Regions from separate parts of the Mus musculus genome. Here regions 1, 2, 3 and 4 are each linked to region 5. Evidence: chromatin contacts called from public promoter capture Hi-C data. All regions are on one chromosome and are shown on one strand. Each heading gives the region's core, a stretch centred on a gene start, on an enhancer-like site or on the middle of the called end of the contact. The rest is flanking DNA. Distances are from core to core; before and after follow the strand shown. Region 1 holds the start of Slc20a1 (solute carrier family 20, member 1). Region 2 holds the start of Mertk (MER proto-oncogene tyrosine kinase). Region 3 holds the start of AI847159 (expressed sequence AI847159). Region 4 holds the start of Chchd5 (coiled-coil-helix-coiled-coil-helix domain containing 5). Region 5 holds the start of A630026N12Rik (RIKEN cDNA A630026N12 gene).

The links. Promoter capture Hi-C pulls out the DNA fragments that hold promoters and counts their contacts.
Region 1: a promoter capture Hi-C map of liver shows a contact between it and region 5, with 2.4 times the contacts expected there. The contact joins the promoter of Slc20a1 here to the promoter of A630026N12Rik in region 5. A contact is called at or near these places in 3 of 39 promoter capture datasets (liver and pre-B cells) and 1 of 115 datasets of contacts at active chromatin or transcription factors (double positive thymocytes).
Region 2: a contact with region 5 is called in a promoter capture Hi-C map of liver, with 7 times the contacts expected there. The contact joins the promoter of Mertk here to the promoter of A630026N12Rik in region 5. A contact is called at or near these places in 1 of 39 promoter capture datasets (liver), 2 of 115 datasets of contacts at active chromatin or transcription factors (astrocytes and forebrain) and 1 of 9 other capture datasets (adipose tissue).
Region 3: a contact with region 5 is called in a promoter capture Hi-C map of pre-B cells, with 4 times the contacts expected there. The contact joins the promoter of AI847159 here to the promoter of A630026N12Rik in region 5. A contact is called at or near these places in 2 of 39 promoter capture datasets (the C10 cell line and pre-B cells).
Region 4: a promoter capture Hi-C map of pre-B cells shows a contact between it and region 5, with 6 times the contacts expected there. The contact joins the promoter of Chchd5 here to the promoter of A630026N12Rik in region 5. A contact is called at or near these places in 1 of 39 promoter capture datasets (pre-B cells) and 2 of 484 Hi-C or Micro-C datasets (muscle stem cells and uterus).

The regions. Positions count from the first base shown.
Region 1 is chr2:129,197,424-129,202,007 of GRCm38.p6, forward strand. It overlaps Slc20a1 (solute carrier family 20, member 1), which reads left to right and starts at 1,350. Exons shown (of 11, transcript NM_015747.2): 1 at 1,350-1,569; 2 at 2,026-2,641; 3 at 2,760-2,900; 4 at 3,077-3,162. The coding sequence starts at 2,296.
Region 2 is chr2:128,696,800-128,701,211 of GRCm38.p6, forward strand. It overlaps Mertk (MER proto-oncogene tyrosine kinase), which reads left to right and starts at 2,116. Exons shown (of 19, transcript NM_008587.2): 1 at 2,116-2,304. The coding sequence starts at 2,247. Gm39931 (a long non-coding RNA gene) reads right to left here and starts at 1,703. Exons shown (of 5, transcript XR_001783466.2): 1 at 1,615-1,703; 2 at 1,016-1,117.
Region 3 is chr2:129,178,085-129,182,795 of GRCm38.p6, forward strand. It overlaps AI847159 (expressed sequence AI847159), which reads right to left and starts at 2,589. Exons shown (of 3, transcript NR_045264.1): 1 at 2,370-2,589; 2 at 2,126-2,175; 3 at 64-799. It overlaps Gm39932 (a long non-coding RNA gene), which reads left to right and starts at 4,519. Exons shown (of 2, transcript XR_866734.2): 1 at 4,519-4,670.
Region 4 is chr2:129,127,532-129,132,235 of GRCm38.p6, forward strand. It overlaps Chchd5 (coiled-coil-helix-coiled-coil-helix domain containing 5), which reads left to right and starts at 2,169. Exons shown (of 4, transcript NM_025395.3): 1 at 2,169-2,326; 2 at 2,647-2,787; 3 at 2,870-3,035. The coding sequence starts at 2,325. It also overlaps a transcript of Polr1b not described here.
Region 5 is chr2:126,673,547-126,677,826 of GRCm38.p6, forward strand. It overlaps A630026N12Rik (RIKEN cDNA A630026N12 gene), which reads right to left and starts at 1,741. Exons shown (of 1, transcript NR_166192.1): 1 at 1-1,741. Gabpb1 (GA repeat binding protein, beta 1) reads right to left here and starts at 2,046. Exons shown (of 9, transcript NM_001271468.1): 1 at 1,810-2,046.

The sequences.
Region 1 (4,584 bases), core at 100-2,599, 2.5 Mb after region 5:
CATGACCTTGAGGTCAATAGACCTGTATAACCTATACGAGATTCTGAGTCTACCAAATTATAGGTCACAGGACACTCCTGTGAAGTTATAATTTACAACATGTTTGTTTCTGCTATTCGTTGCCCTACCTTTGGAGAGCAGAGAGCGTTTTAGAGCGTTCTAAACCGGGTATTTCTGGCTGGAATTCTTAAGTTTCTTTATAACCCACATAACTTAAATCTCCCAAGGAGTGGTGACTAGTTAGTTCTGAGCTTAGGCAATAAAACGAACTAATCCATTGTCAGAACTACAACCTTATACCATGTAGGGGACCAGGAAGCAATCTTTATTTCAAAAGGGGATGGGAAAACTTTCAGGATGAGGACATCCTCTGTAACCTTTTCCTATATTCTAAAACAGGCACATTCAAAAAAAAAAGTAACGAGGAAATGAAGGTTCATTTCCTGAACATCTATTGAGTTCCAGTCACATGCTTATATCTTAGCTAATATGATTCTCCTTACTGGGTAAGAACTTGTAACCAGAATACCTGAATTAGTACTGCCTGTCGCCACTAGCCCCGATGAGCTGACAGGAAATGCATCTTTGTTGTGCTTTACACACAATTCCAACCCGTCCTCCAGTCTCTCTCACTCTGCTATTATTTCTCGTTCCAGAGCACTCGGCTTGAGGAGACCTAGGGTTTGTTCAAGGTGACACACTGCAGCAAATATGAGTTAAGAATTCGAATCCAAAGTAACATCCTCCCCGCTGCGCCATAGCCGGGGCTCCTAAAACGGAGGTCCGGCGCCGGGAAACTAATGACCCATGGCTCTCCCTCAGCGCAGTGCCACAGCTGGGAACGCAAGCCTATCCTCGTGACTCCCGAATCTTTCCGTTTTCACACAAGTGCGTGACTGCGGGAGCGAGGTGGCCACGTGAGATCCCTCCACCCTCTCCGGGCGAGGTACAGATCGGGTCCGGCCAAGGGCAAGTCTCAGCACACCCGCTCTTCCGCGTCGCCACCGAGCTGACCCGGGCCCGCGTGGGAGAAACTCGGAACGACCTTGGTGGCGGCCTCAGTCCCCGCGTGTCTGGGCGAGACTCCCCCACAGTCCCCGCCCGCAGCCACCCGGCGTGGCCAGCGCAGACAGGATAACCCGGGCGAGGCTGCAGGGAGGCGGCCAGCCAGTCCCACGTGGACCAGCTCCTCGTTGGGGGCGGGGCCCCGGGGACGTCCAGGCCAATCAGCGCCGCTGCCCAGCTCACCCGGCTAGGCGCGCCCGACCAGCCTGTGGTTGCGTCACATCGGAGGCGGGACCTCGGGCGGGCGCGAGGCTCGGCAGGTCACGTGGGGCGCAGAACCGGCTATAAATAGGAGCCGGCGGCATGCTCTCTATATGATGGCCGCCGGCGCGCGTTGCGTGTTTTCACCTCTCGCCTGCTGAGGCGCCCGCGGCTGCTTCACGAGTGGGTAGAGAGTCCCTCCGTGCTGTGCCCGGTGTTGCCGTCCTGGGTTGTGCGACCGTGGCTCGAGCCTGCCTCAGTCTCGTTCTTCTGGTCTCTCTGTTCGGCCCTCAGTTTCCTTTGGTGAGTGGCGGCGCGGCACCGGTGGTGCAAAGGTCCTTTCTTCTCTGGAGTGGGCTCGGGTGTGGGGAGCTGGCTGGCGGGGGTGGGATGCAGGCTGCAGGACCCCGCTACGCTGCTGTCCTCCTCCCGCCTCCCCACGCACGCCGCGCCCTTCCGCGGGCCTTTTCGGCGGTCCTCGGCAGGCGCGCGCGGGAATGGTCTTTTTTCCGATCATCCACGGAGGGCGCGCGCGGGCAAGCGGCCGGAGACTGAACAGAACTCGTGGGGCGGGGCGGGGCGGGACGGGGTGGGGGGTGGGGGAGCACAGAGATCGCCCTGTGCCCCACCTTGCACAGCGTTTGGGGGACTGAAGACATAAGTGACGGGCGGGGGGGGGGGGGACTATGCGGAGTCCCAGGCTGCCCTCTTCCCAGAGATGCGCCGCTATTGTTATTTTCTTCCACTTCGTCCCCCCAGGATGAACTTGCGTCCTTTCTCTAATCCGCCATGGAATTCTGCTCCGTGCTTTTAGCCCTCCAGAGCCAAAGAAACCCCAGACAACAGACGCCCAGACGCAGCAGCGTATAGCAGTAACTCCCCAGCTCGGTTTCCGTGCCGTAGTTTACAGTATTTAATTTTATATAATATATACTATTTATTATAGCATTTTGATACCTCATTCCGTTTACACATCTCAAAAGCCGCTTAGTAATTCTCTTATTATTTAAAGAACCACTACACTAGAGAATGGAATCTACTGTGGCAACGATTACTAGTACCCTAGCTGCTGTTACTGCTTCCGCTCCACCGAAGTATGACAATCTATGGATGCTCATCCTGGGCTTCATCATTGCATTTGTCTTGGCATTCTCCGTGGGAGCCAATGATGTAGCAAATTCGTTCGGTACAGCTGTAGGCTCAGGTGTAGTGACCCTGAAGCAAGCCTGCATCTTAGCTAGCATCTTCGAAACTGTGGGCTCCGCCTTGCTGGGGGCCAAAGTGAGCGAAACCATCCGGAACGGCTTGATAGATGTGGAGCTGTACAACGAAACTCAAGATCTGCTCATGGCTGGCTCCGTCAGTGCTATGTTTGGTAAGTTGTAGTTATACCTTATGTTCGCTCCAGTCTTGAACCTTCTCTCCGCAAGGACGCACTGCTTATGTAACAGTTTTGCCATCTACCTGACAAAATCTGATTAATTCTGTTTCAGGTTCTGCTGTGTGGCAGCTCGTGGCTTCGTTTTTGAAGCTTCCGATTTCTGGGACCCATTGTATTGTCGGTGCAACCATTGGTTTCTCCCTTGTGGCAAATGGGCAGAAGGGTGTCAAGTGGTCTGAACTGATAAAAATTGGTATGTTGAATTTTAAATGGTTTTATTTTCGTTGTGTGCTGCTGTGTGTCGTGGAGTGGGAGTGAAGTGGAGGGGCAAGTTGAAGAGTATCAGAAATGGAGCACCTACCATTTCGGGGTCTTGTTAACAAAAACGTACTTTCCAGACCTGACACTTCATTTTGTATTCTATTCCAGTGATGTCGTGGTTCGTCTCTCCGCTGCTTTCTGGTATTATGTCTGGAATTTTATTCTTCCTTGTTCGTGCGTTCATCCTCCGTAAGGTAACCTTTCTACTTGCGACCTTTCATGAGTCACATTCAGTCTTGTTCAAACTCACTGGTATTCTTCTCAGATGTGACTGGTATGTAAGTATGTGGCTTTGAAAAGCTAAAAAGTTCTTTGTTCTGTATACCTCCTGTATGTTGTGGAGTTCTGTGAAAGAAGCAAGTTTTTAATGCCCCAGAGGGCATTCAGGAAGGAAAAACTTGAGTAGTTCTATGGTCTGCCAAGAAATAAAGAGACTGGGAGTGAAAACTAAGAACATTGTTTAAGGTGGCTCTGTCTGTCTAGGTCACTACATTCAGGACAAGTGGAATTGTAACCTTTTAGTTCAACAGGTCACAGAATCCTTTTTAAATTCCTCTCCCATGTTGATTGTCAAGTACATAGAAGTTTCTAGAGGAGGCTTTCTACTTGTAGGGACTCCACTTTCTCAGTAAGAAGAGTAGGGATGAGTTGTTGGGGGGGGGGTTGTTTTGTTTTCTTTTTGCTTTAAAAAAACAGGAAGCCATTGAGTTTCCTGACTACTTGAAAACCCCTTTTGAGAGACTTAGTGCAATTTCTTTTATCATGGAGACTGAGCCTGGCTCCACACAAAAAAAAAAAAAGTCGACAACAAGGGATTTTGTTGACTCTGGGCTGAATTACAGTAAGAATAAATGAATTTTTCTCAGGAGACAGAGTTGTCCTATTTTCTAGGGTGAGTGGCTCTTAACAGTCCTTTGTTAAGCTCTTTTAAAATTCCCCTAAACAGCAGAAATCTGAGTGAGGGGAGATAGGTACCTTATCTTAATGGAAGGTGTGTGTTTAGACTCCCTGCTTCTTGATCTAGTTCTCGGAGTCTCTGGGGAATGACTTCTCTCAATAGAAGTCCTTCCCTGACTCCTTCCTGATCCTATACTTACCATTAGGTGTCTGGCAGAATGTGTTTCACGTGTGGAGCATTATAAATATCTCTAGCTTGGCACAGTGTGACTGAGTAAATAGTTCATTGATGTGCAACCTCTAGATATGGTATTCTTTCATCTAGCAAGCAGGTATGCTATGAGTTCCCCTGACCCTCCCCCCCCCCTTATCTGTAGCATAGGGTAATCTGATTCTCCAGGATTCAGGAATCATAGTTTTTAGTGTTGCTGTTAGAGCTGTGCATCTCTTGACATACCAGAAAACCAGAATAACTAATAGGATGCTATTTGGTTTCATGGTTTTTAAAGGTTTATTCTGACCCCTTTGATTATTGGGAAATCGATCATTCTGATTCTGGAGAGCCTCTGCAAACTGTTTAGTGGTCATTCCTGCAAGGGGGAACAGAGATGCAAAGGGGGGTTCTCAGTGCCCAGAACCTCTGATTGACATATGCCAAGTATCTTTACTCTCACTGTGTTATTGGAATATCAAGTTGTGTATGTTTAATAATTATTCTG
Region 2 (4,412 bases), core at 866-3,365, 2.0 Mb after region 5:
TAACGACTATTCTGCTCTGCCACTTCAGCACAAAACCACAGAGATAATATTGCCTATGATGGCTGTGTTCCAGTACTGCAGATGTACAAAGCCAGGCCACAGATTCTCAGGTCCCTTCCCGCTGGGGTCACTCCAGGTGCTAGATACTCAAGGTCACAGACAGAGAGGCCACAGAGAAAAGACAATCCATTTCCTCTGTCCAAATCTATGAATCTAATAAAATGGCCAGTGCTTCATTCCTACTGCATTGGTAGTAGCCTATAAAACAGTACTGTACAAGGGAGGCCCCATTAACAAAGACAGATTTGCGGCTGGAAAGTTGGCTCAGTGCTTAAGAGCACTTGTTGCTCTTGCAGAGGACCAGTGTTAAATTCACAGTACCCAACTGGTAGCTCACAAGTATCTGCAACTACATTCTAGGAGACCCAACACCCTCTTCAGACCTCCATGGGTACCCCAGCATACACATGAATGCAGTCAAAACACCCATACACATAAAACTAAAGTAATTAACCAGAAAGAAAAAAAGTCACATTTGTGTTGAACATGGTAGCACACACCTTTAATTCTATCTAGCACATGGAAGTCAGAGCAGATAGATCTCTGTGAGTTTGAGGCCAGTCTGGTTTACATAGTGAATTCCATTCCAGCTAGGGCTAAATAGTTAGACCTTGCCTTTAAAAGAAAAAAAAAAAGTGAGATTTAAGCAAGTCCTAGTGGCACACACGTGCAGTTCTAGCTACTAAGAAGGCTGGAATATTTGCACAACCAGGAATTCAAGTCCAGCCTAGGTAGCATAGCAAGACCCTGTCTGTCCTACGTAGATTTCTATTGTTGTGATGACCAAAAGCTACTTGGGAATTTATTTCAGCTTACAGTTGAAATGCATCATGAAGGAAAGTCAGAACAGGAATTCGAGGCAGGAACCTGGAGGCCAGAACTTAAGCACAAACCATAGAGGAACTGCTTACTGGCTTGCTCAGCTTGCTTTCTTATGCATCCCTGAATGACCTACCCGGGAATGGCACCATCCACAGTAAACTGGGCTCTTTCACATCAAGCACCAATCAAGGGTCTGTTTAATCCAGCGCTTCTGGTTTGATGTCCTCCTGCAGGGCTAGAGATGCAAGGAGCTTATTGTATCACAGTGCGTATGGGTCTGTCCTCAGTTTCAGTAATAAATACTTTAAATTTATCAGGGTGGTTTACTCTGGGCTCTAATGTGATCTTATCTCCAAAGAAAAACAAATCATTCTATTTCCTTTAAGAAAGCCTCATACGCCTTCCGTTTCTTTGAGATTCACAATCTGATGCCGTGGTTTGGGCCTCCCACCCTTTCCTGTAACAGCACTTTCTTCCATCCCTGTTTCAAACTCTTTCCTTACAGGATTCGGCTTAGTTCTCCCCGAGCTAACCTCTGGGGTGGAGGTTGCAAGATCTTGACGCCAGGGTCCGCTCTTGCACTCCGTTTCAGTAGCCAGGGGGAGGACCTGGCAAGCAGGGTGTGCTGCCACGGCGGCCACAGCCTCTGGAATGCAGCTGCTAGGACCTCTTATGCCAGTAGAGCCTGAACTGCAGAATCGCTGCCCCTCCAAAGCAGCTGGACCCACTAACCTTTAAAGGTCTTGGAGTTGCATCCGTCGCTCTCCACTAAATTCGGCCTCTACCCTTTCCAATCCCTTCTACCTACCCATACAGAGTGAGATTCCTCTGATGTAACCAAGTAGCCAGAGATCATCCTCCCGATTATTTTCTTTCTTAGCCCCCTCCCCTTCCTCTCCGTCTCTCGGTCCTTTTAGCTCAAGATGGTGGCCCTCCTTAGCTCTGTTCCATCTCCTCCAGCACCTCCCTTCCAGATTTCCTACACACTCAAGCCAGGGGTTAACCTGCTGGAGTTGACCCAAGTTCCATTCTGCCCCGCCCCTCCACCCTCCCTAGGGCTTGTCCTTGGATCCTCCCCTTCCCGCCCCCTCCTCCAGTTCCATCCTTCTTTGCTCTCTTTGCCCTTCCCCCTTCCCGCCCCTGTCCACTCCAACCTGCTGGCCCCTCCCGGGCCTGAGCCCTGGGCCCGCCTCTTCTAACTTAGGACTCCTGCGATCCCCAACTCCGCACTGCCACTCTGGCGCCTGCTGCCCGGGCGGCCGGGACTGAGGCGCTTCGCACGCGCCCTCGGCGACTGGCGAGTTTGGGACGTTGGTGGATACGTGCATCTGTCCGGAGAGAACTGCCAGATCCGCGGCCCCGCGATGGTTCTGGCCCCACTGCTACTGGGGCTGCTGCTGCTACCCGCGCTCTGGAGTGGAGGTGAGTGCAGGTTGCAGGGTCTCCGGGAGCTGCTACTCATTCCAGCGAGCCGTAGAGGGTTATGGGGGCTCCCTAGCCGGGTCTTGGGGTGCACGTCTTAGTAGAACCGATGGGAACCGAGAGCTTCCCATTACCACAGAGAAAGACCTCAAGCCCGGTTGGGCGCTCTGGGAGCAGCGAAGTTTGAGCCTTTAAGAAATGCAACTCAGGTCTGGCGTGGCATGCACCAAGAACTTTACCCTCAACACTGTCTAGCCTTGCCGAGCTTTGGCGGGGTTTCTGCGAATCATAGACCGAGGATTCCAAGGTAATTCCACGCCGTGAACCAATAAGTAGCTGCAAAAGTTGGATGTCACCGTTAGCGCGTGGCGTTGCTTGGAGGCTAGGTGTCCCGCCAGGGAAAGACTAGTTCTGGCTTCTCCCCTGGGCTCTGCTGAACATTGTGTTAGCCCTCCTTTGTAGGGACAGCCTGTCTGTGAGTGTAAGAAGCCTGCAAAAAGCCGAGGGGGACGATACGGTCCTTTCACTATTATTACTGTGGAGCGGAATCTTTTTTGTTTGGGTAGCACAAACAAGTGCTCAGACCACAAGTGCTCTCACAAGCGGTTCAATTTGACATGCTGGATTGATTAGCGCAAACAAGTATGGCAGGTTCCTCCAACAGATGACACTGAGGCACTTTGTAAAGAAGCTGCTGGGGGGAAAACAAAACAAGGTTTTTCCAAAAAGAAATAGACGCAGGAGGGGTTGGAAGACTACTATAAGCAAGCACATTTCAGGTATTGTTCCTTCAGGTATTGCTCCTGCCCTAAAAGATCTGTTTCTATTCGGAGTGTAATTTTGTCTCTTTGATCTTGAATCTGGTAGACTAAAGTTTGTCTTTTAAGGAAAGTTTGGTTTATGGTTTAGCTACAAACCTCATTTTTCCTCTCAAAGTTCATTTGCTCAAATGAGCTTTTTTTTCTTTTCTTTCCTTTTCTTTTCTTTTTCTTTTTTAAACAATTCTTTCCTTGCACATTAAATTACATAAGCAATTTGTAGTTTGAGGCAACGTGACAATTTGCAACAAACATCAACAGCCAAAAAACGAGCTAAGAACTGAGACCACTCTATTCTCCATTACTAAACCCTCAAAAGTTCCTCAGCCTTTCTGCCAGGACTGTTCTTAATAATCCGCTGAAAGTCGGGTATACTTTTGCTACTAGCCCTAGCAGGCCACGCGTCATTTTGGAGGCTGTGACTGTCATAAGCATGGGAAGAGTGATAGGAACCAAAGCTTTTGTTTGATATTTTTAAATCTATGCTTTATTTTCTTTTTGTTTTTGTTTGTTTGTTTGTTTGTTTGTTTTCGAGACAGGGCTTCTCCGTGTAGCCCTGGCTGTCCTGGAACTCACTCTGTAGACCAGCCTGGCCTTGAACTCAGAAATCCGCCTGCTTCTGCCTCCCAAGTGCTGGGATTAAAGGTGAGCGAGTGCCACCACTGCCCTGCTATGCTTTATTTTCTAAGTTTTGAAAACGTGTGATGAAGTTCTGTAGCTGACAGACATAGACAACCGTAGAAAGGCTTAAAATGCACGCTGAGAAAGAATGAAAGTTTCTCAATTTTTTTCTACCTGAATTGGAGCTGCTGAGAACGTGTTTCAGGAGTCCCAGTCTTTCCTCTCTGCTTGGCCCCTGATTTGGACCACGGTGTGGGGGGAGGAGGGAAAGGGGGCGACCGAGCTGTATAAGGGGCACACAGTGTCCCTAGGGAGGGTCAGATAGGGAAAGAGGATGAAGGAGAAGTTTGAAAGTGCATAAAAATGAAGCCAGTCTGGTGACTTCATCTGTGACTAAGATGTGTGAACCCTGAGAACAAACCCGGCTTTTAAAATGGTCGATTTTTTTAATTTTTGGTTTTTGGTTTTTCGAGACAGGGTTTCTCTGTGCAGCCCTGGCTGTCCTGGAACTCACTCTGTAGACCAGCCTGGCCTCGAATTCAGAAATTTGCCTGCCTCTGCCTCCCAAGTGCTGGGATTAAAGGCATGGGCCACCACCGCCCAGCTAAAATGGTCGATTTCTTAAATTGACACTAAAAACAAACATTCCAACTTATTATAAACATTTTT
Region 3 (4,711 bases), core at 1,339-3,838, 2.5 Mb after region 5:
AGTTAAGTGTCCCCGGGTTCCAGGAGTCTATAAACTCAGAGACAAACATCACAAGGTCACACATAAGGAGAGGAGTGATTCCTTTTATTACCCATAAACATTTAAGTGCCATAAGGAGATTTTAGGCATTTTGAGTGTTCTTTGTGGATTGGCTTCCTAGAAGATAAGAAAACTGAGCTAATCCCTGTGGGTTGGATTCAGACAGGGAAAAAGATGAGGGGAAACAAAGAGCAGAACTCACTGAGAGCAGAGGGCGCTCGGGCAGGGATGAGGAGGGGTAGACAGTCCATGCAATGGAGGAGCTCATATATAACTTTCTGGTGACCTCTTAGAGTCCTCAGTCCCACAGGAGGAAGTTGTCCACAAGGGCTGGGGTAAAGGTATTGAATTTCTGATCCCAAATCTCAGTCCTTTGGTAGCTACATCTTGGTAATGGGTGTTTTGCCTTGCCGCTTTCCAATGACTGGCTCAGCAATTGCTGAGGAAAAGGCAGACAGACAGGGGACATTTTGTACGTAGAGTGGTCAACAGTCTTTTTGCATAAGGGAAAAGGAATACGCTCGCTCTTAAGGTCCTTTACACCCTCCCCCACCCCCGAGTCTGGGCGGAGATGCAGAAGTAGGTGTTGGGCCACTCCCTGTTTGCAAAGTAGGAAATGGAATGCTCCAACCTGCTGTGATTTTCTATAGTCAACCTGTCTGCAACCGCAGGAGTGTCAGGGGAAGGGCCAGGAGACAACACTTCTCCTTCGAATTCCTTCCAGCTGTGCTGAGGCTTGGTAGTGAGAATGTTGGTTTCTCTGAAAAACACAGACATATTATAAGACTTTTAATCCCAGGTGTGGGATATGCGGCTGACGATGACTTGCCTCCTGCTCTAAGAAGGGGCGTGGTTTTGCCAGCCGCAGATACTTTCTGTTATTGTATGAGATCTGGAATTCTGGCGACCTTTCAGAGGATGTATAAATGCTAGCACCCCAATCGACGGGGCTGACTGGCCAGTTGTTGGTTCAATGTTGGTTGTTGGTTGGTTGCTATTTGTTAAATAGTTGTGCACAAAGAAACAAGAAATGAGATATCCACCGGGCAGTGGTGGCGCACACCTTTGATTCCAGCACTCGGGAGGCAGAGGCAGGTGGATTTCTGAGTTTGAGGCCAGCCTGGTCTACAGAGTGAGTTCCAGGACAGCCAGGGCTATACAGAGAAACCCTGTCTCGGAAAAAAGAGAGAGAGAGAGAAAGAAGGAGAGAGAAAGGAAGAAAGAGAGAGAGAGAAAGGAAGAAAGAGAAAGATATCCTGACTGTGAAGATCAAACTTGCCCTAAGGAACTCAACAGCCCTAATCAGCAGGAATTATCCTAACAATATCATCGCCCCCTTTCCCCGCCATCCTTTTCTCTCTTCTATCTAATATTAAGGGGTTGAAAAAGTGGAGAAGGGTAAAGAAAAAAGCATCCACAAAATAGCCGAAAGGACAGGCTATAGGGCTCAGCAGGGAAACCCAGAGAACATGAGAAGAGAAAACCCCTGTGCTTTGTGAGGGGAGGCACAGCTGAGTCTGGTAACCAGACAGCAACACTGGCTCTAGCCAGACAGGAACATACAAGGAAAATCTAAATGTAGAAATTCCTATCGGACCATGGACTCATGTAGCATACATCTTAATCAGAATCAGTAATGAGGTAAGTCTAAAAAGGCCTTGAGGTAGAAACAAAGGCAACATCTGGCCTTCAAGTGGCTGTCCTCCACTGTTCCACCCCCCTTCCCTTAAAAAATATTATATATACACATATACATACATACATTAAATATAATATAAATACTCAATTATATATACATATTTATATTTATATATCCATATCTCCCACTTTTGTTCTTCTCATCCCTGTCTGTTCCCATCACTCTGGGTCCTTTCCCAGCATTCACACCAAGGTCTTGGTAGCAGCTCCAGCCATGGGGCTTGGGGCTGTGGCTTGGTATCCGTGCTTCATCAGAAGCATACCATTTCCCTTCCTTCCCTAGCCAATGTCAGAACCAGCCATCAGGCCTAAAGAAGGAGGTGGCTTCTCCCATGACACCCCTCAGACTGTGGTTTTTACATCCTGTGCTGGTGGCCTTTGTACTTACCCCATCCGGAGCTTTCCAGATGTGGTAGCCAACTTTTGTTTTTCTTTCTCCTAGAGCAAGACACAGCTCTGATAATATTTGTATACTATTTGAGGAATGGATATTTTCCTTTAAGTCAATATTTTCAAAACTTTTTAAACCCCCACCCACACAAAGAAATACATTTTATATTATGAACAGTTTACACACACATACACACACACACACACACGCCTTACCACAATTTTCAGGAAATAATACTCACATTGTTGAATGTGCTCTGGTATTTTCTTTCATTTCAGTTTTTTACAAGGCTTCCTGTGTGGGTTTGGAGATGCAGCTCGGCGGTAGAGCACTTGCTCAGCAAACATGAAACTCTAGCACCGACACCAAAAAGCACTTGTTGGGACCTTAAGATAGAAAGCTCTGTCCTAAAGAGCAGAGATACTCCGGTCACTGTTAAACTGAGAAAGCTTTGCATCCAAACCTGGTCAGATTAGGATTAAGCTATAATCAAATGAGGGCTCTGGCCAGTCCTGCTTTGCAGACTGTGAACTTGACCTTGTTGCCAAGGAAGGAGCCTCTCCAGGGTTAGCTGACAGTGGCGATGGCCTCATGGTCTGGATATAGGACCTGCTTGTGCTTTTTGTATTTTTCCTCTTTGGTTCCTTGTATTTTTTCCTTTTGTATTGTACCCTTTCGTCTTTTTCTTTTTCTCTTTCTTTCTTTCTTTCTTTCTTTCTTTCTTTCTTTCTTTCTTTCTTTCTTTCTTTTTTTTTCGGGACAGGGTTTTTCTGTATAGCCCTGTCTGTCCTGGAAATCACTTTGTAGACCAGGCTGGCCTCGAACTCAGAAATCCACCTGCCTCTGCCTCCCGAGTGCTGGGATTAAAGGCGTGTGCCACCACACCTGGCCCCTTTTCGTATTTTTCTAGGGAGACTTAGAGGGATCCAGCAGGCCATGGAAGGACAAAGCAGGCCACTGTCTCAGAATGACAGAAGCTGTCCTTGGCCAAGGAGTAGAGAGTTAACAGTGGGTTCATAGAGCTCAGGAATGCCTACAATAGCATGTTTAGATTTACTAATCTAAGAAATTAAGAAAACAAGCCTGGACTTTAGAGACGGGGCGGGGGGGGGGGGGGGGGCGGGGGGATACAAAGTGGCTCTTAGGCCTAGAGAGGCAGGAGGTGATTGGACATTCAACGGGAATAGTGGCAGGTGATAAGCAGTTGCCCCTCCTCCTGCCTAGCATAGCCTCACCTTGAGCAAGAGGTGAGAGGAATGCAGGGCTGGGGAAGATTATTCCAGTCTTCCATCCCAATATAGCAACATTCCAGCTATAAAACCTTTTAGTCAGTTAAAAATAACTTCATAAAACATAATTGATATATAAATCATGAAATTACACTGCAAAGTGTTGTCATGATTCTGTTTGTGTCCTGGTAACACTACCTACACATCTTGTACAGAGAAAGACCTTGCAGACATGGGGGTGGGGGAGCGGCTACTTTCTAGCCATTCCGATAGGGGGCACTCCACCTCCATGAGGAAAGCTGATAAGAACGATCCAACTATGATTTGGCCGAGGCTAACTTACCAGGGTCTTTGTTCTTTTAACTTTATCAAATACTTTCTAGGATAGCAGTGATCAGTCTGTCAAAGGGACAGCACTGGGCTGGAGAGATAACTGATCGCTCTTTCAGAGGACCTGAAGTCAGTTCCCAGCACCTACTCCGTAGCTAACAGTCCTCTGTAACTCCAGTTCCAGGGGAACCTGACACCCTCTTCTGGCCTCCTCCGACACAGTATACATATGCTACACAGACATACATGCAGGCAAACCCACACATTTTTTAAAAAAGATCTCAAGGGTGGGAGAACGAGGGGGAGGGAATTTAAACTTTTTGAGTCAGGGTCCAGGATGGTCTTGAACTATGAAACCTAGGACAACCTTGAATTTCTGCTCGTCCTGTCTGCACCTCCCAAAGGGCTAGGATTACCGGCCCACACCACTAAGCCCAGTTTATTTGATGCTGGAGATCAAACTTGAGGCTCTGAACAAGCTAAGCTAGCACTCTACTGAGTGAACTACATCCTCAACTCGGGAATTTCATCTTTATACTGAATTTGAGGGGCTGGTGAGACTGTTGTCCAGTTAGAGTACTTGCCTATTCCACTGACATGAAGACCTGGGTTCAGTAACAGGACACACATGCACATACAAGCACACACACTCGCACATGCATGCACAGCAACTCTGTAAATGAAACCAAAAACAAAAGCCTAACCATTTACCTAGTGCTGCTTTTTTTTTTTTTAATGTAGAGTAGTTATAACCCATCTGTAGTAGACTGTGTGCCTCAGAATTCCAGTGTTGAGTCTGACTCCAAATATGGTAGCATCAGGAGGCAGGCCTCTGAGTGGTGATCAGATAATAGAGTGAAACTTTCATGGGTCAATGCTCTCATAAGAAACTCCCAGAGAGCTCCCTCAGTCTTCTGCCATGAGGACAAGAAAGAGGATGGATTTCTGTAGGTCAAATGATGGGCCTTCAGGAGACATAACCTGTGAGTATTCTGATCTGGAATTTCCCAGCCTCCTCTGGGCA
Region 4 (4,704 bases), core at 919-3,418, 2.5 Mb after region 5:
CCTGTGAATGGGTGTTTGAATTTTTTTCATAAGGAGAACACCTTGAATTGGTTGATCCTTCCCCTGTGTTAACAGCTCAACTTTAGACCCGCACAACCTATTCTCTGTCTCTTCACAATATCGTAGCTGGGGATAGTGTGCAGATCTAGTGTCCAAGTATTTGTGTTCTAAGGGTCTTGTTGCCCGTGAACTAGTCACCTCCCTGCTCCAGCCTCCCGAGTGTGAGAATTAGCATCATATCCCACAATACCTCGCTAAATTTTTTAAAATTAACTTTTGATCTTAAATTGTAGATTCTTGACTAAAAAAATCTATGTGACATTAAGACAACCTGGGCGCTTACTCAGACTTGGCAGTTTTATGTGCTCTTATGTATAGTTAGTTGCATGGACTGTTATCCTCTGGGTAGATTGCTGTTACACACAGGACATTATTACAAGCTTGTCCTGTTGTGTCTTCTCTCATTATCTCTAACCCTTCAACATATTCTCAATAATTTCAAGAAATACATGTAAATAGAATCATGGCATATTCTGAAATGGACTTTTTCTTTTTTACTTAACAGTTTACTTTAAATTTGTGGAAGTTGTATGTGTGAGTTCATGCCTTTGCATTGCTGTATAGTACTCCACAGTATGGGTGACCTACTTTTGCCATCCACTTTGAAGGACATTTTGATTCCAGTTTGGGGCACTAAGAGAGAAAGCTTCTCTGGAAGGCCACATGCATGCTTGTGTGTAGATATAAACTTCTTGTATCTGGGACAAACGTTCAAGAAGCAATTATTGCGTCATAAGATAGTTACCTGATTTCATAAGAAATAGGGGAGGGAGTGAAGGAATGGCTGACTAAAGTGCTTGCTATGCAAGCAGGAAGACCTGAGTTGTGGATCTCCAACACCTGCATAAAAACCTGCAGAAAAGGCATGGTAGGGCAGACTTGGAATCCCAGTGTTGGGATGAGGAGACAGCTCCTGGATGTTCACTGGTGGGTTTTAAGGTTCAGTGACACCCTGTCTCCAAAAAGCTTCAGGTGTCAAGCAATAGAGGAAGCCACCTGCCGCCAGCCTCTGCCTGCACACATGTACATCACACACATGTCCCTAGTTTCCTTTTCCTGCTCCCTCTTAGCGGCTACTGACATTTACAGCGTGCCTGTCCTGGTGTTTTCTCTCAGACCAATAACATTGCCCTTGATTGTCCTAAATGAGTACCTTTTAAAGTTCTTTCATTAATGAGCTCCCCAGAAGGGAACCCCAGTAACAGAAGCACTCTTGAGACCTGCATTTCTCAGATCCGCTTCACTTCAAACCTTAGGGTTATCTAGTTCTCTCCATTCCATTCTTAATGACTCTTTTGACAGCAACCAGACAAAAGGAAACTAGAAGTGTGGAGTGTCAAGTTTCCCAAAAATGAAAGTGTCACTGTATATTATGAAGGCCAAAGCAGTCGTTCTCATTTTACAACTGCGTGCTAAGGTAATCACCTTACCGCTCATTTTCTCTAGCTTAGGCCTCTCCATATGAGGAATATTTAGCCTTACAGGGAAATGAACTTCCAGGTCTAGCCCTATAATCTGAAGGCAAATGTGGAGAGGGTGCAAACACCACCTAAGGAAATTACAAAGAAAATAATTTGTGCACGATTGCAAGGAGCAAGCAATAAAACCCACTCTCATCCTGCCTTTACCACCTATGGCAGGAAAAGGACATGTCTGAGTGAATAATCGGATGGGAAGCCCAATGTGGCGTTTAAGATCATTCCTTTCCGTCAAGTTGGAACTAAAGTCAGGAGGAGAATACGCAGTGGCGGAAAGCCACTGGTAGCTCAGCCTGAGAGGGCAATCCCCGTGTTCCTAAACTAGCAGCGGCGGGCACAGCTGCCGCCTCAGCCGCAGCGTGTGCCGAGCCATAGTCACGCGGGCCGGTGGCCTCAACTCCAGCCGGGAAAGTGGCAGCGCGAGCGGCTGTAGATCTGACCTACAGGGAACCAGCTCTGGTGCTCTGTGCCTGGCTGCTCGATCACGGCCGAAGTCCTGCTTCCGGTGATCACTAAACGCGACCACCACAAGCCGGAAGTAAATAAACTAAAATAGCTGACGGACCGGAAGTAGTTACAGGGGCCTCCTCCCGGATAGGCAGTGAGGCGGAAAGCAAAGCAGGACACAGCCATGAAGGTTGGACCAATGTGGGATGAGTGGCAGGGACGCTCGACGACCGGAAGAGTGAGGCCAGGAGGTCTGGGTTGGGCGCCGCCATAACAACCTGATACCGGAAAAGGCGGGTCTCTTCTCCCTGACTGATCGGCGCTTGAATTCGCCTGGAGATGTGAGTTACAACTCCCTATAACTCTAGATCATGCTTGTCAGACTGCACGGTCCCCAACGGGAAATGACTGAATTCAAGACTCCAGGCCTGCTTCACAATAGCCAGACTTTTTGTCTTAGGACTTCCACGATCTCCCGGGAAATCCCACCTTGTTCCACAACGCGCAGGGATCGGCGCTTATTTCTGCCCCTCGTTGGTTGTCCCTATCACAGGATCTTTACACCCCCCACCCCCAATCCAGACTAGTCCAATCACAGATCAAAATCAGAACTCTTTCTTGCCTTCTCTTGAGATTATCTTCAGTTTACCCTGTCCCACAGGCAGGCAGCCCTGGAAGTCACTGCTCGATACTGCAGCCGAGAGCTGGATCAGTATGGCCAATGTGTGGCAGCCAAGCCAGAGTCGTGGCATCGAGATTGTCACCACCTTAAGATGAGCATTGCTCGCTGCACGTCCTCCCAGTGAGTGTACAACTGGGGGCTAGAGGGTGCCAGGCAGTAGGGTTTGAATGCTTCAGGGTCTAAAATGCCCTACCCCCCACAGCCCGATCATCCGCCAGATCCGCCAGGCCTGTGCTGAGCCCTTTGAAGCCTTTGAGAAGTGTCTTCGCTTGAATGAGGCAGCAGTGGGCAACTGTGCTGAACACATGCGCCGCTTCCTGCAGTGTGCAGAGCAGGTGCAGCCACCAAGTTCACCCACAACTGGAGAGGTAAAGGAGGCTAACTTGATCGTAGCTTTTTCCTTTCACAACTCCCTTCATTTTCTAGTTTAAATACCTTCCAGAACCAGTCCCAGCCCCATTCCCATACATGGCCTTGGCTATGCATCCAAGAATCTAAAAACCATGGTTCTCTGTCCCCGAGTGGACATGCCTCTGCTTGTCACCACCTTTCACACTCCCCTCTGCCAGGGCACCTGCCCCAGCCTTTCCCCGGCTTGCCAGACCCTCTGTGTTCCATATAATGACCTGGATTCTAGTAATGATAATCCCTTGCTTAAAACTCTCTGGTGGCCACCAATTCACACTGGAACAAAGTCCCTGATTCTTACTGGATCCTGTGTTCTTCCTTTCCTCAGCCACTGTGTCCCCTTCACTACTTTCCAGCTGTGCTGGTAGGGGTGAGGGGGTGAGGTGGAGGGGTGCACAGAAAAGGATCTTGCTAATGTATACAATACATAAATACATATACAATATGTCTGAAATACTAAACTGTTATTGATGTAGCCATTAGGAAAAAGTCTTTAAAATGTTCTGGATTTGGCAGAAATGGAGGAAAGCGTGAGAAACCCTCCCTCCCTTGCTGCTCTTGCTGGATCTCTCCAAGGGAAAGTTCACACCTTCGACCGCCCTCATCTGAGCACCTCTGGGCTCTCTGTCCCTGCAGCTCTGCCTTTTCTTTCTCGCCTTCTTTTGGGCTAGTGTGTTGGCTCATCTTGTCCTTTCCAGTCCTTATGTGATGGTCTCAGAATGGACTCAGAGGACATCTTAGCATGTTGGCTTCTGCATAGAAAGCTCTTTGTGGTTTCTGTTCTACCAGACCAGCTCTCACCCCAGTGCAGCCTGCATCCCGGGTGACCTGGTCCCACCTCTCCACTCTCCACCTCAAACTCCATACTCCATCCTCAGTGGACAAATGTACGGGTGCTCAGGAGCATAGCTGCTTTGCTTATCCATCTCCTGTCTAATTCTTATTCTGTGTACAGGATATGTCTCCCCAAAAGCTTCCTCTGTCCCCCCATTCCTGCTCCCTGGCTCTTAAGCTCTATCAGCTCCCTGCATCCCGGGCCACACCCTATCATTTCCCTTAGATCTCATGCTTCAGGAGAGTTCTTGGCTAGAGGTTAACCTCTTATTATATCTGATATTCATTGACTTTTTGTTTGGTTTAGTTTGGTTTGGTTTGGTTTGGTTTTGTATAGAACAGGGGTAGACGAAAGATTTAGGTTATGGGAGCAGAAACTGCCCAGAAGGACTTTTAATTCTCCACAGGAAATGCTCAGGGATGGTTGCATATTGTTTATACTAATTACTTAGCCATCTCATAGGAACATTTATTTCTTTCAAGTGTCTTTGGCATCTGGACATTAAAGCTCTTATATTCCTTTGTTTTTAACTTTAGTTTTTTATTTTTCATTTTATGTGTATCAGTGTTTTTCCTGCACGTATGTGGACTGTGTGTGTGTGTGTGTGTGTGTGTGTGTGTGTGTGTGTGTGATGTCCATGGAGGTCAGGAGGGGGCTTCAGATCCCTGAGAGTCCCCTGGGGTTAGAGTTTCTGTGGGTGGTTGTGAGCCACCATCCGGGTGCTGGGAACTGAACCCAGGTTCTCTGCAGAAGGAGCGAGTGCTGAGCAATCTCTTGGGCCCCTCTTCCTTCAA
Region 5 (4,280 bases), core at 491-2,990:
GGCTAAGACTTACACATGCAAACTACATGTGCATTTTGTTTCGGCAAACACCTCACTTCCCACGGAAGTCTGAAGCGCCTAAGATGCACGTGTCCTCGTGAAGAAGGTACTTACAAGCGGGTCTTTACACGCTGATTATATGTGTACATCGTTAAGCATATGAACTGGAACTTTAAAATGTCTTGTCACTTGGACTATTTCCAGATATCAAGGCTACTGGTAAATTATAATCTCTGCAATGCTTAAGCATCTAAATGGCCATCTTTTAAAAAGTTAGAGGCCTCTCCCCCAAACTACAAGAATCATTCTTCTCATTCAGTTTGTCTTTCACAATATCTTGATTGTACTTAACATGCTGAATAGAAGGATGGGATATATCATGTTTTTTAAAAAAAGCATAATATACATACAGTGTTTTCCATTGGCTATGTGGCATATCACAAGACTGTCTGCAAAAATTGACTCAAGAATGTTTTCTGTTAAACTAGGCTTTAAAAAAGACTTTCGAAAGTGCAAAACAATGTGACTCTTGCCTAAGTCATGAGTTGACACGTTACTTTTCATTTTTGACAAAATAAGAAAAGCGAATAAAGGGATAAGAGCCATCAGTTCCCTTAAAACTTAAAAAGTCAGAGTCTGAAGGCCTAAGAGCCAAAAAGCTATCAGTTATATTTAAATTAATCTGGGTGAATCTCTGTGAGGTAGACTATCGTCTGCGTACTAAATTCGGTGCGTTTTCAATTCTGGGAAGGCCACTACTTCCCTAGAAAAAGCACACCACCGTTCTTTTTTACCCCCAGATAAAAATTACATTTCAGAAAGTAACTTGCCTGAATAGACAACAAACCACAGTGTCTGCAGAAAGAACTCTTAAAAATTACTCCCACGTTATGAAGCTCTCTTTCAGAAGTACTGTGGTCTCGCTCCCTGCTTTAAAGCAAATGTGTCTGCTAGACACAGTGGAAATGGGCTTAAAGCAAAAGCTTCAAGGGAAAAAAAGCCAGCAGGTAGGCCCGCTTTCCTTCGCTCTCATTTTGGAGATGCACACTTCAAGGCTAAGCCCGCGGCTTCAACGCCGTGGGAGAGGTTCACAACAGCACACTCAACACCGATCTGTGCCCAGGCAAGACATGACCGACGAAACTCGCGGCTTCTTTCCGCACCCGCGCTCGCGTGGGTTCCGGTGGCGAAGTCTCCGGGGCAAAAGTCTCGGCCACTGAGAATGGCAGGCTCCGTCCCTTCCGGACTGGCCCGTCTACCCTGCCCCGACCCGGCTGTTCGGGCCGAAACCCGAGCGCCCCGGGCTCCGCGGGGCCCAGCGGGGCAGCGCGGCCCGGCCTTCCCTCCCGCTTGTCGTCGGCCCGGCCAGGCCAGGCCCTCAGGCCGCCGAGACAAAGGAGCGGGCGGGGACAGCGCCGCCTCTCCCGCCGCCTGCCCCGCCGGCCCGGACCCCCACGGCCATGGCGACCCCACCGCAGACCCGACCCGTGGGGCCCGCAGGAGGCCGCGGCGCCTGACCGAGGAGGGGGCGGCGGCCGCCACCATGTCTGCCGCCCCTCCCAGAAGCCAAGCGCCGGGCGGACAAAGCGCGGCGGCGGCGGCGGCGGCAGCACGGACACCCAGGCCGACCCCGCCGACCCCCGCCAAACAAGCGGGGCCAGGAGCCCCGGAAACCCGGCGCCTTAATGCAATAAACAGGAAATCGCGGGGATGATCTGGGTTCCGGGGGAAGTGGAATTATTTTTTACCAGCGAAGAGATCAACTTCCACATCCGGTGGTAACAGGGCCCTACACAGACCCGCACTGACCTGGAAAAGCTTCGGGAGCGGCGGCGGGGGAGCAGCGGGAGGAGGTGCGGGGACCGCGGCGCCTCGGAGCCGTCAGGGCAGACGCGGCCCCGCCACACACAGAGCGCTTCGCTGCACAGGGCGCTATTTTCCGAAAATGCCGCGTCTGCTCGGCGCCCAAAATCCCCACCGAAAAGTCCCCGTCGGCGCGGAGGGACACGGCGGCCGAGCTCCCAGCATGCCTGCGGCGGCCTCGCCAACCCGCGCCCGTTTCCGCCCCACTGGCCCCGGGAGCGAGCCTGCCGCCGCCCTCCCCCAGCCCCGTTCCGGCGGGAGAAAGGGATGAGAGGGTCTGCTTCTGACTTTAAACGGGGAGAAAGGAAATAAGCCATTTCTAGCGTTCGGCCACACAAAGGCTGCGGCGGAATGATCCGCGGGGCGACCGCAAGTCCCGGCTCGCCCGGCGCCTGCGCGGCAGCGGGGTGAGCGCTGCGGTGGCCCTGTGCGCGGCTGGGTGTTCCGCGCCGCGTCGCGGGGCGGGATGTGTGGGAGTTAGGGGTGCGTGTGCTAAGTTCTCCCCCGGCGTGACACGGAAAGTGCCGGCATTTCGGGACGCTTGGAGCTTGGACTTGACTATGGGGTGTTCTAGCAGATTCCCGGCAGGCGGAAGGGCAGCCGGGTACCTAAGATTTAACTTACCGTGGTCCTGGAAGGTACCCGGAATCGCTGGTTGTGGGGCCTGTGCGGGAACAAAGGATGCCTGTCCTCTTCACCTGGTGTAAACTGGTCGTGTGTGACGTGGATGTTTCTGTGGCTTTTTTTTTTTTTAATGTTGTAATAGTGACGCTTTTCTCCTGTCTGTATTGTCAGGATTTTTGTTGATTTGTTTTCGAGGCAAGGTTTCTCTGTAACAGCCCTGCCTGACCTGGAACTGGCTTTGTAGACCAGGGTGGCCTCAAACTCAAAAGAATCCGCCTGCCTCTGCCTCTCAATTGTTGGGATTAAAGGCGCGTACCACCATGCCTAGTGACGTATTTTACTTTCAATGAACCAAGAGTTGATTGGGAGATGATGATTTGTGAAGGAAAAGCCTTATAAATTTACTTCACATGCGATTTTCAAAGTTCCACTTTGATATATTTCACCGAAAAGTCCACTACCCGTGGAACTTTTGGCGTCAGGTATCTAGGAATGAGAATATCGGAGACAACCGAGAATAACCTAGGAGCAAAATGGCTTAAATGAGATCCAAATTGTTTACAGACTTCATTTGTGTTTGTGTGTGTCTGTCCTCAGATAAGGACACTTGCCCTTATTTTTTGGTTTTTCGAGACCGGGTTTCTCTGTATAGCCCCTGGCTGTCCTGGAACTCACTTTGTAGACCAGGCTGGCCTCGAACTCAGAAATCTGCCTGCCTCTGCCTCCCGAGTGCTGGGATTAAAGGCCACCACGCCCGGCTGCCTTTCTTATTTATATAGTGAAAGTTTGTAGCCAGTGTAAGACATAGCAAAGTAAACAGAATGGGGAGAGCATAGTTCATGTTTTTTCTTTTTATTTAATATTTTATTTCAGGGGTTTTTGGTTAGGTTTGGTTGGTTGGTTGGTTTTGAGATAGGGTCTCGCTTTGTGAAGCTCTGACTGCTCTGGAATTCACTCTGTAGACCAGGCTGGGCTCAAACTTAAAGAGGTCTACCTGCCTCTGCCTCCCAGGTGCTGGGATTAGAGGGGTGTACCAATACTGCCAGCTCTTATGAATTTTTTTAAATTGTTATTCCTTTCCATAATATTTTGAGTAAATAGTTAATTGCCTTAATTGTGCTATAGCATCTAGACGAGTATACATCATCAGTGGTTATGCCAGAAAAGCTGAATGTGGTGTGATTGCAGGAATATTCCCCTGCCACAAACAGACACACACAGTAACCTTACAGAGGAATCAAATAGCTATATAAAAGTTATATAGAAATCAGAAATTGGTGAAGGCCATCCAGTCGAAGGGAACAGTAATGCAGAACTAGAGAGATGATTTCGATCATTCCCAGAAATGGACCTGTAGAGGTTGAGTGACCTCCTTGAATGTCTCCTTAATGAGTTGGTGTTTTTGACTGGTAGCTATTCAGTAAAAACGCCCCAGGCATGGAGAAGCAGTAGTTTGGAAAACTGACTACACAGGTTGAGGTAGTCACAAGTAGGAATCAAGGAAATCACAACTGCTTGTTAGGAATTTGGAGAATGCTTGACTGGATGTGAGAATGCCTGAAGGAGATGTCAAGGAAGGTGACTCAAGTTTGTCAGAGTACTTGAGGGTTGGCAGTGTGTTCACTGAAAAAAGCAAAGGGAGAGGACTGCTAGGGAAGATGAAGCTTCTGTGTGACCATGGAAAGCCTATGGGCCTGTCTAATCAGCTCTGTTCATTCCTTCAGCAGTGCTGGAGTGCCCATTCTTTTTCTCTCTTTTGAGACAGGGTTTCTCTGTGTAGCCCTGACTGTTGT